Linked DNA regions of Pan troglodytes: regions 2 and 3 are each linked to region 1. The links are chromatin contacts, called in public HiChIP or PLAC-seq and capture Hi-C maps. All regions are on one chromosome and are shown on one strand. Each heading gives the region's core, a stretch centred on a gene start, on an enhancer-like site or on the middle of the called end of the contact. The rest is flanking DNA. Distances are from core to core; before and after follow the strand shown. Region 1 has its middle 95 kb from the start of MIR148A. Region 2 overlaps LOC134810525 (a long non-coding RNA gene). Region 3 overlaps LOC134810525 (a long non-coding RNA gene).

Region 1 (2,700 bases), core at 192-2,691:
AATAAAATAAACATTCAATTAAACAAAAATAAGCAACTATCAAAGATTTGTTTACTAATTTTCGTAATGTTTGCTGTTTCAATAAGTAGCCAAAGGAATATTAAAACACAAAAATATGAATGCTGATAATTTTATGTCATAAATGACCATTTTAAAACTAAAAGTGAACATGGGGCTTCTAAATAAAATTACCGTGGTAGCGTAAAAACACTGCTTTCAATACTTGGGCATGCTGAAAGTGCTGCATCCTAAGATAAAAAATACACCAAGGGGGGGATTTCAAAGAACATTATTTTGCTTTTAATAATCCTGTATTTCTGTCACTTTGCCCTTTTTATTTATTTACCGTGAACTCACAGACAGAATATTACTTGGAGTTTCTGCAATACTTGTGTTTGTACATTTCTCATCTTACACGTATCCACACACCCCAAAATAAAAAAACAAAGAAGAGGATCTCAGGGACTGAGAAGTCATTACCGGTTTTAAAATTCAGAATTCGTAAAACCGAAGCTCTAATTTGTCAGTTACAAAATTCTTCTAGAACCACTGTAATTTAGAATATGTGCAGAACTATAAGATGTTTATTATTTCCTTAAAATATATGTGAGTACAAACCAAAAGTTAACAGCTTATAATAGGAAAGCACTCTCCAGCCTTCTGCCCACCTCCATCACGCCGCGGAAACTTGTCTGAAAGGAGAATTTGGATGCAACAGGGCAACGGAGCGACGTTTCTCCTCTGCACTAAGCCAGCCCTCGCCTCTGAAGAATTTTGTACCAGGCGTTCACTAGCACCGAGATGAACTGGAATTATTTCCACAGCATTAACCGAGTTAGGAAGTTTTTTTCAAACTTTGCATTTAACGGATTTTTTCCATCGGCATTTTATCTTTGCCACCATCGTTTTACTGGTTGCTGCATCTTTCTAGTTTTCTTTCCTTTTCTTTTTTTCTTGCTCTTATCCTACCTTTGTTTGCTTTCTCTCTCTCTCTTTTTTTTTCTCCCAGTTAAGGATTGTCACAGTGTGCCGGGTGTCTTTGTAAGTTCGTCCCTCGTCTTCATGATTACAAGAGGCTGATATATGTGTACCTGTGCCTACAGGGGAACTGAACAGGGCTAAGTGAGTGCTGAGAGGAGGTGGGGGAGAGATGTGTGCTGCAGATGAAGGTACGGCTGGGATGTGAAGCTAATTTAGTGTGTGCTTTACAAGGAATGCACAAATCAACACAGCGCTCAAATTAAATCTCTTCTTGAGGGGCTTAAGTATCTTCTTCAGGAAGAGTAAAGCATATCTTCTAGTTCTACTTCCTCCCCGGTTAGCCAGCTGCTGGAGAGCCCCCTCAGTAAATTCCTTCCAGATCGACTTCAGTGTGGGTGAGAGCGCAGTCTGTGACCACCAGCGCTTCTGACTCAGCGGAAAACGCCGGCAAAGAGGACTACACCTCACCGCGGCCGGCAAAAGCGGCCTCAGCTCCAGCACTCACAGCCACCACTTTCACCGTCGCCCCGCCACCACCACCTTCGCTGCCTCAACCCTGAGACACACAGACACACACACACACACACACACACACAAACACCTCTCCCTGCTGTCAATCATACATGCGCGCCATAGGGCGCATGCGCGCTGGTGGACTCCGGCCCCCACCGATCCTACGCCCTGTCTCTGCGACTGGGTCCAGACGGACCAATAAGAGAGCGGATTCGGGGGCGGGCCACAAGGAAGTAGCCAATGAGAGCGCGGTTGGAAGCCAGGGCTAGAGAGGAGTAAATCCATCTGTCGTCCGCGTTCTGCCGCCCCCGCGATGATTTATGCGTCCTTTTTATTATTTGTAACACTTTGGGAAGTTATTAAAAGGAAGATCTACCGCTTCCTCCTTTTGGGTGAAACTGGATGGCAATGTTTGTCACTGGCCCTTAATAGGGAAGAGTGTGGCGAGGTGGAGGGCCGTTGGACGCTGGGTTTGTTTGTGTGGGTCCTGTTTTTTATTACAAGACACATTATCCTTTTAATTACAAGCTGTAGACAGGGCCAACTTCGAAGGTCTTCGTGGCGGAGTGATCTTGGATCATTCAGGGAGCTGAAACCCGATGACTTCTGACTTTCGCGTCCGTACTCTTGGCGTTGGGAGGAGCCTCTCAGGAAGGTGTTGCAACCTTTGGTTGTACCAGAAGGAAATAAGCAAACTCCCATCACCCCCACCCCCATTCCCCGCCTTAACACGGAGTAAACTTTGGCCTTTTTCCGCTTGGATGCTCATTAAGAGTTAGTTGACTTTGTAGCGGATGCAATAAAATTTGGATGGTTTCAGGCCCCCAAACAATCCTGGTTTCTGTTTTCCTCTCTCCCCAGGCACACCCCCAAGGAAATTGCCTTTTCAGCAGGCGCCTGCGGGAAAGAACCGCAGGAGACAGATTCCCTTTAGAGACCTGCATGGGGAGGAGGGAGATATGGAAATAAAGAGGGCCAAGGTAAGAGTACGGAGAGGCCATAGAGGACTTGCATGTTTGGGTGTGAGTTTTCTGGCCAACTAGGGGGAAAATCCACAAACCTGCGGTATCTGGTGGATGCGCTGAAAAATTAGCTCTCACCTGCAGTTACTCAACCCTCGTGCGCTTCTGCTCTGCCGGGAACGGCCAGTCTCCGAGGGCGGAATAAGTATGGGTATTGAAAGGCAAGTAGGAAACAGCCAAAGAA
Region 2 (2,700 bases), core at 10-2,509, 130 kb before region 1:
CAGAAACAGTAGTGCCACTTTCCCAGTGTTGTGGTAAAGACTAGATGAATCCACATATGGAGAGTACCTGGGTCAATACCTGGTACTTAGTGTGTATTCAATAAGCCTTAGTTCGCTTCTCTTCTCTGTATTGATAATTCATTTGTTAGCAACTGAAACAACAGTTTCTAGACTTATTTTCTCTGTTCTATTTGTGCTTCATCAGTCATTCCCCTTGCACACTACCAAACATAAGTTGCTACCTAAGAAGGCTGCCCTGTTTATTCTTCCAAAGCAATGTCAATTTCAATCCCCACTTTTAGACTTACTTAGAAAGAATATCTGAGCTTTATTTTTGGTCTTAGTGATGATAGTATCCTTTAGCTGGATGTCAACTCTAGGAAGATTTCATTGTCAGCTGATGGCAGCACGGTGGAAAAAATCCTTTAAAAGCAAGAATAACCTCCCCCACACCTGCCCAAGAAACAAAACACCAAAGCCAGCAGCCCTCGCCTCCCACCGTGAGCAGCTGCTCTGGGCTGAGCCCTTAGCTCTCCAGGCCAGGCTGCTGCCTACCTCACCCTCCAGAGGAGCCCTTGTTGGGTCTTCAGTCCCTGGTCTCTGGACTTATCAGGAGCAGACATCTGCAGCCACGTCTGTGGGGACCACCCAGAGGGCAGCTGGAGAACCCTGGGGCTCCTTGCAGAATTTGCAGAAAGGTCAAGAGTCACATGCCCCAACCCGTTCTCTAAAAGCATCTCAGAAAGACCCGGTGGAAAGGTCATCTTAAGACAGTGACAGGGCACAGCTTGTGGGGGGAAAAGAGGAGAGGACAGAAGAATTTCTTTTTTAAGTAGCAGAAAGTACATCTGTTTCTTGCTCAGCTTAGACTTTCAAGTCTGATTTTTATTTCGATGGCATTTCCTTGGCTTTTCCAATTCATGTCTAAATCACAAAATGTGTCCATTGTGCAATTCTGGGCTTGCGTACATGTGCCACAGAGCACAACACCGCAAATGCATTTTCTCACTTCATTAAACATTGCTTTAAAATGGCATCCAAATGTCCGCTCTCACAATCGCGTCTAGGGGAGATTGTGTTACTTTTTCCCCCACAGTGGGAACAGAAGGAACAGCTAAGTCACAAGCTGTGATGTTTAATATTTTTCAATTTCACACGTCCAACTCTGAAAGCTGATTGTAGGGACAGCCTGGTCAGCCATGCCACTGCGTGCAAGGGCTCTGGTTGTCTTGGGGAGGCTTCCCTTTAGCCTTGCAATTCTGTGATCTACACTGCAACAGCCATAACTGGCCTCACCCCAGGGGATCCCTTCTCACTTCACTGGGTGAGGTGCTGACTCCACCTCCCCCAGGCAGGCCAGGACGCATTCTGCTGACTTAAGAAGATGCCACGTAAATTAGAACTCATGTAACCATATGGTTCAAACCCGCGGGTCATATTTTATACACAAATGACTATGACAGGCAGTATTTTTGTGCTGACAAGTTGTATTTCATCCATGTTTACTTAGAATTCCATGCTATCATTAAAAGCTGAACAAGAGAACTTTATCTTATTTTCACGCAAAAATTTCACTGAGTGTCCCTCTTATTAAAAGAAAGAAGAAGAAAAATTCACCATGAAGCTTTTGCTTTCTCTTTAACTCTTATTATCCAAGTGTTGGGTGCTAAGATGCTTTCATATATTCTGACATCGGGAATTTGAAAGTTCTTGAGCCCTGGCTTCCAGACTGGCCAGCATTAAGTGTGCTAGACAGCTATTTTATTTGGGTCCCAAAAATAAAAAGTATATTAGTTTACCAACCACCGCATGCTATGCAGTGACCTCTGGATGTTTGAAAGCTGAACCAATTGATTCAGTCTTCTGTGACTTTACCTCCTGTAGAGCAGCAAATAAGAGAATCTCCAATATAGTGGCCAGTTACCTCCCAGACCTCTAGGTTAAGAAAGAAAATAGTAAACAAAATGCTAGCTGGGTCACTCTATAGCCTCTGGTCCTTCAAAGACAAACCTTAGAAAATACTTCTCATGTTTCCTAGAATTCTGATTAAACCCACAACCCAGCAAGTCCTAGAGACTCTGACTATATTATGGTTGCAGGAACTAAGAGACTTCAGCACAAATCTTGAACTCAAGCTGGAAAAAATAAATATAAATATATATATATACACATACACATAAATAAATATATACACACACATTAATAATGCCTTCTACCTTGAGAAAATGTCTTAGACCCCCACATTCTCCTCTCTGCTTTTGCAATCCAATGTGACCCTACTGGCTGGGCATGATGGCTCACGCCTGTAATCCGAGCAATTTGGGAGGCCAAGGTGGGAAGACTGCTTGAGCCCAGGAGTTCAAGACAGCCTGGGCAACACAGGGAGACCCTGACTCTATGAAAAGTAAAAATAAAAAGAATCATCTGCAGTGTGACTCTATTTTCTCAATCAAAACTAGGCAAGTGGTCTGGGAAAGGTATTTTTCCAATTTATAAATGAATTGATGGAAAATCCTCTGACAAAGCTATCAAAATTATAGTCATATTGGATTATATATTTAACAATTGACCCTTCTTGGGGTCATTTCTTTTAAATCAGGACTGCCCTGATCACTCCAGGCACATGGTTGCCAAATCTCAACCCTCCCCAGAACCTTCAGAAAGCTGTCCTGAAGTCTGAGAGGCATCTCTGGAAGCTCG
Region 3 (2,700 bases), core at 88-2,587, 190 kb before region 1:
TGAATACAAAGATAAATTAAGAAGAAGCATACCTTGGAGTAATGGAGGTGTGACCATATTATTACCTCAGTAATTGAAACAACCAAATTGAAGCCAGGCGAGAAATCACTCCACACTATGATGGGTTAGAGAGCTCCAATGCCTCAATTAGAACTGATTTCTAATTGAAACACTGCTGAACTTCAGGCAGCAAAACCCGCTTCTGTCGCACCTCTGTGACTCTGTTCCGAAAGATAGGGTTCTGTGCTTCAGTGAGCTCCTGTATGAAGCCCAATCCCCCTACGCTTCTCCTTCCTTTGCTCTATGTTCCTCTGCTCCAGAGAAGTCACCCATTCATTTGCTAACTTAGGAGTGGCAATGCCAGTAAATATTTTGAGAAGTTTTAGGGAAAAAAAAAATTTAAAATGAAATTCAAACTACTATGGAATGGACTCTTCACTTTCAAGCCATCAGCTCTCTTTCCTTCTTACCTGGTCATGTGGTTCCCATCCAGATCCATCGTTGCCCCCTTGGGCTCCCTGGGCTACCTGCTTCGACAAGGGGAAGGCCACCATGTTGCCCTCTGCAGCTCCCTGGGTGAAGGGAGGACAGGTTGGCCAGGCAGGGAACCGCAGGCAAGGGCCTGTGACTGACTGACTTTTTGGTTCATAGTCATCTGGGCTGCATATGCCTGAAAACTTCTGGGGTTTCAGGGTACATCAGGGTCACTGGAGACAGCCAGTTCAGAGAATACCCAGCATCTGAGGTTTTTGCCCCCTCTCTGCTTGTGTTTTTACCTACACCATTTCCTGAGCTCAATAAGCCAATCACCCACTGAATTCCTATTCATCTTTTAAGAGCTCACTTCACCATCACCAAATCCGCAGATCTTTTCCCAACCTGCTCATCAGAGCTAAGGGACCCTTCCTCTCCTTCCAATAGTTCTCTGCTTGTAAAGTTCTTATAAGATTTAAGTATCTAGGGAACCAACTATTTGGTGAGCTCCTCGAGGGCTGGACTGTGTCTCATTTACCTGTGTATCCATGCCCCGAGTAATGCCCATCCCTAGACAGTGCCTCATGTTCACCCCTGTGCATGTGAACAGGACACATGAGCTCTGTCCATAGCTCTCCAACCCCCTTCCACCACTTGTCTCTAACCAGCCCCCTTTGCCTCCTTCCTGCTACCCCTCCTTTTCCATACCACCACTTTCCCACACCATCTCTTTCTTCCCCTGAATCAAGAAGTGAGAACATCAGGAAAGAGAGGGATCAATTTCATGCCAGAGTCTCAGGCTGTCTCCACGGATTTTCCCATGCCAGACCATTTGGCTAGTGATTGCTGAACTAGATGAGAATTCTCAGCCCTACCCAGGAGTCCTCCAGCTCCCACTGCCTCATGGGCCCATCACAGCTTTCTGGATCAATAAACCTCTCCTTCAGTCAATAGGAGCTTTGTGAACTAAACAACAGATGCCACAGGGCCTAGAAGGCAAATAAATATGGTTATTCAACATTTTATTGCACTGTGTGTAATTCAGGAAATTTAATTATGGTCTCCCTAGCAACAGTAATGCAACTTCAAGCCTGGTACACAGGCCTTGTTTTCTGGTGCACAAGGGGGTGACCTTCACGCCTTCACCTGGATGGAGACCATGCAATCTGGCCGACTTACAATTGCCATGGGAAACCTCAGTGAGTCTTCCTCCCAAATCCTCTGCTTCCAAATTCAAAGCTGATTTTCAGCATTTGGTATAAAGACTCGGGTGGGGGAAGGCACTAACATAACTCCAGACAAGTATAGGTAGTTAAGCATCAAAGGCACAGATCCAGACGCTGGATACACTTGAGACACAGAATGTCTGAGCAGGACTCTCAGAAAACGAAGTGTCAGGATCAGACCTGCCTACTGTTCTATTGCCTAGAGCAGGGGTTATTAACTTGGGGTCTGTGATGTCCCCAAAGAGAGACTGATGGCATGGTGATTGGGAGCATGGATTCCGGTGCCAGACTTCACAGGTTCAAATTCTATTTACCTCTTCCATTTATGGAGCTATATGACCTTAGGCAAAGGACTCACCTTCCCTGTGCCTCAGTCTCCTCATCCATAAAATAGGGGTAACAATATTGGGAGAATTCCGGGTGATTTGATTAGTTTTGCTTTGGAGCACAGAGTAATACTGGACCTCTAGGCAGGATTTACTAATGACAGCACTTAGCTATTTTGCATGGCCCCACTTGTAATCCTGTGCCTGAGCCAAGTCAGAATTGGGACATGTCACATATGGGCTCCCTTGAGTTTGTTCTTTTTTATTTTCTGAGAAAACTGTATTTCTTTTTCCACTCCTCACTCCTCTGCGAACTTTAATTAAGCCCTCTCCCATCTAGAGAGCCAGGCGAGGGTTAAGTTTTGTTTTTGAAAAGCCTCACAAGCTTGCACAGCAGCAGGTTTTGCCACAGTTTGACAGTTCCAGTTCAGCTCGGTGCGGCTGATTTATAAGACACTGAGCTCATTGGCTTTATCCTCTGTTCTCTCCCAGTCATTTCTCAATCGAGTCGCCCTGGCTGGAAACATCTGAGAAAGAAATTTACTGAGAGATGCACAGACAGCCTATTCACATTTCATAACTTTTCAGGAGCCTTCCCCCAGAGGAGCCAGCGGTAGCCAGTTAACTCATGCACAATCCCTAGCTAGTGTCCCTGCCCCCATCACTCCACTCAC

Evidence for each region. HiChIP or PLAC-seq counts read pairs in DNA pulled down with a chosen protein or histone mark. Capture Hi-C pulls out chosen DNA fragments and counts their contacts.
Region 2: a capture Hi-C map of stem cell-derived neural stem cells shows a contact between it and region 1, with 2.8 times the contacts expected there. The contact joins two enhancer-like sites. A contact is called at or near these places in 1 of 7 Hi-C or Micro-C datasets (induced pluripotent stem cells) and 1 of 1 other capture datasets (stem cell-derived neural stem cells).
Region 3: an H3K4me3 HiChIP or PLAC-seq map of stem cell-derived excitatory neurons shows a contact between it and region 1, with 3 times the contacts expected there. The contact joins two enhancer-like sites. A contact is called at or near these places in 1 of 7 Hi-C or Micro-C datasets (stem cell-derived neural progenitor cells) and 1 of 1 datasets of contacts at active chromatin or transcription factors (stem cell-derived excitatory neurons).

The regions. Positions count from the first base shown.
Region 1 is chr6:31,657,995-31,660,694 of NHGRI_mPanTro3-v2.0_pri, forward strand. No RefSeq gene overlaps it. Among named protein-coding and RNA genes, the nearest start is that of MIR148A, 95 kb to the right of the region's middle. Within about 2 kb of position 1,442, at least 14 of the 24 cell types and tissues checked have an H3K27ac peak or open chromatin away from gene starts, as enhancers often do. A contact at or near this core is called in induced pluripotent stem cells, stem cell-derived excitatory neurons and stem cell-derived neural stem cells, where this site is marked.
Region 2 is chr6:31,528,197-31,530,896 of NHGRI_mPanTro3-v2.0_pri, forward strand. The region is part of intron 1 of LOC134810525 (a long non-coding RNA gene); the gene reads right to left. Among named protein-coding and RNA genes, the nearest start is that of MIR148A, 220 kb to the right of the region's middle. Within about 2 kb of position 1,260, at least 5 of the 24 cell types and tissues checked have an H3K27ac peak or open chromatin away from gene starts, as enhancers often do. A contact at or near this core is called in induced pluripotent stem cells and stem cell-derived neural stem cells, where this site is marked.
Region 3 is chr6:31,470,159-31,472,858 of NHGRI_mPanTro3-v2.0_pri, forward strand. All of the region lies in intron 1 of LOC134810525 (a long non-coding RNA gene), which reads right to left. Among named protein-coding and RNA genes, the nearest start is that of MIR148A, 280 kb to the right of the region's middle. Within about 2 kb of position 1,338, at least 3 of the 24 cell types and tissues checked have an H3K27ac peak or open chromatin away from gene starts, as enhancers often do. A contact at or near this core is called in stem cell-derived excitatory neurons, where this site is marked.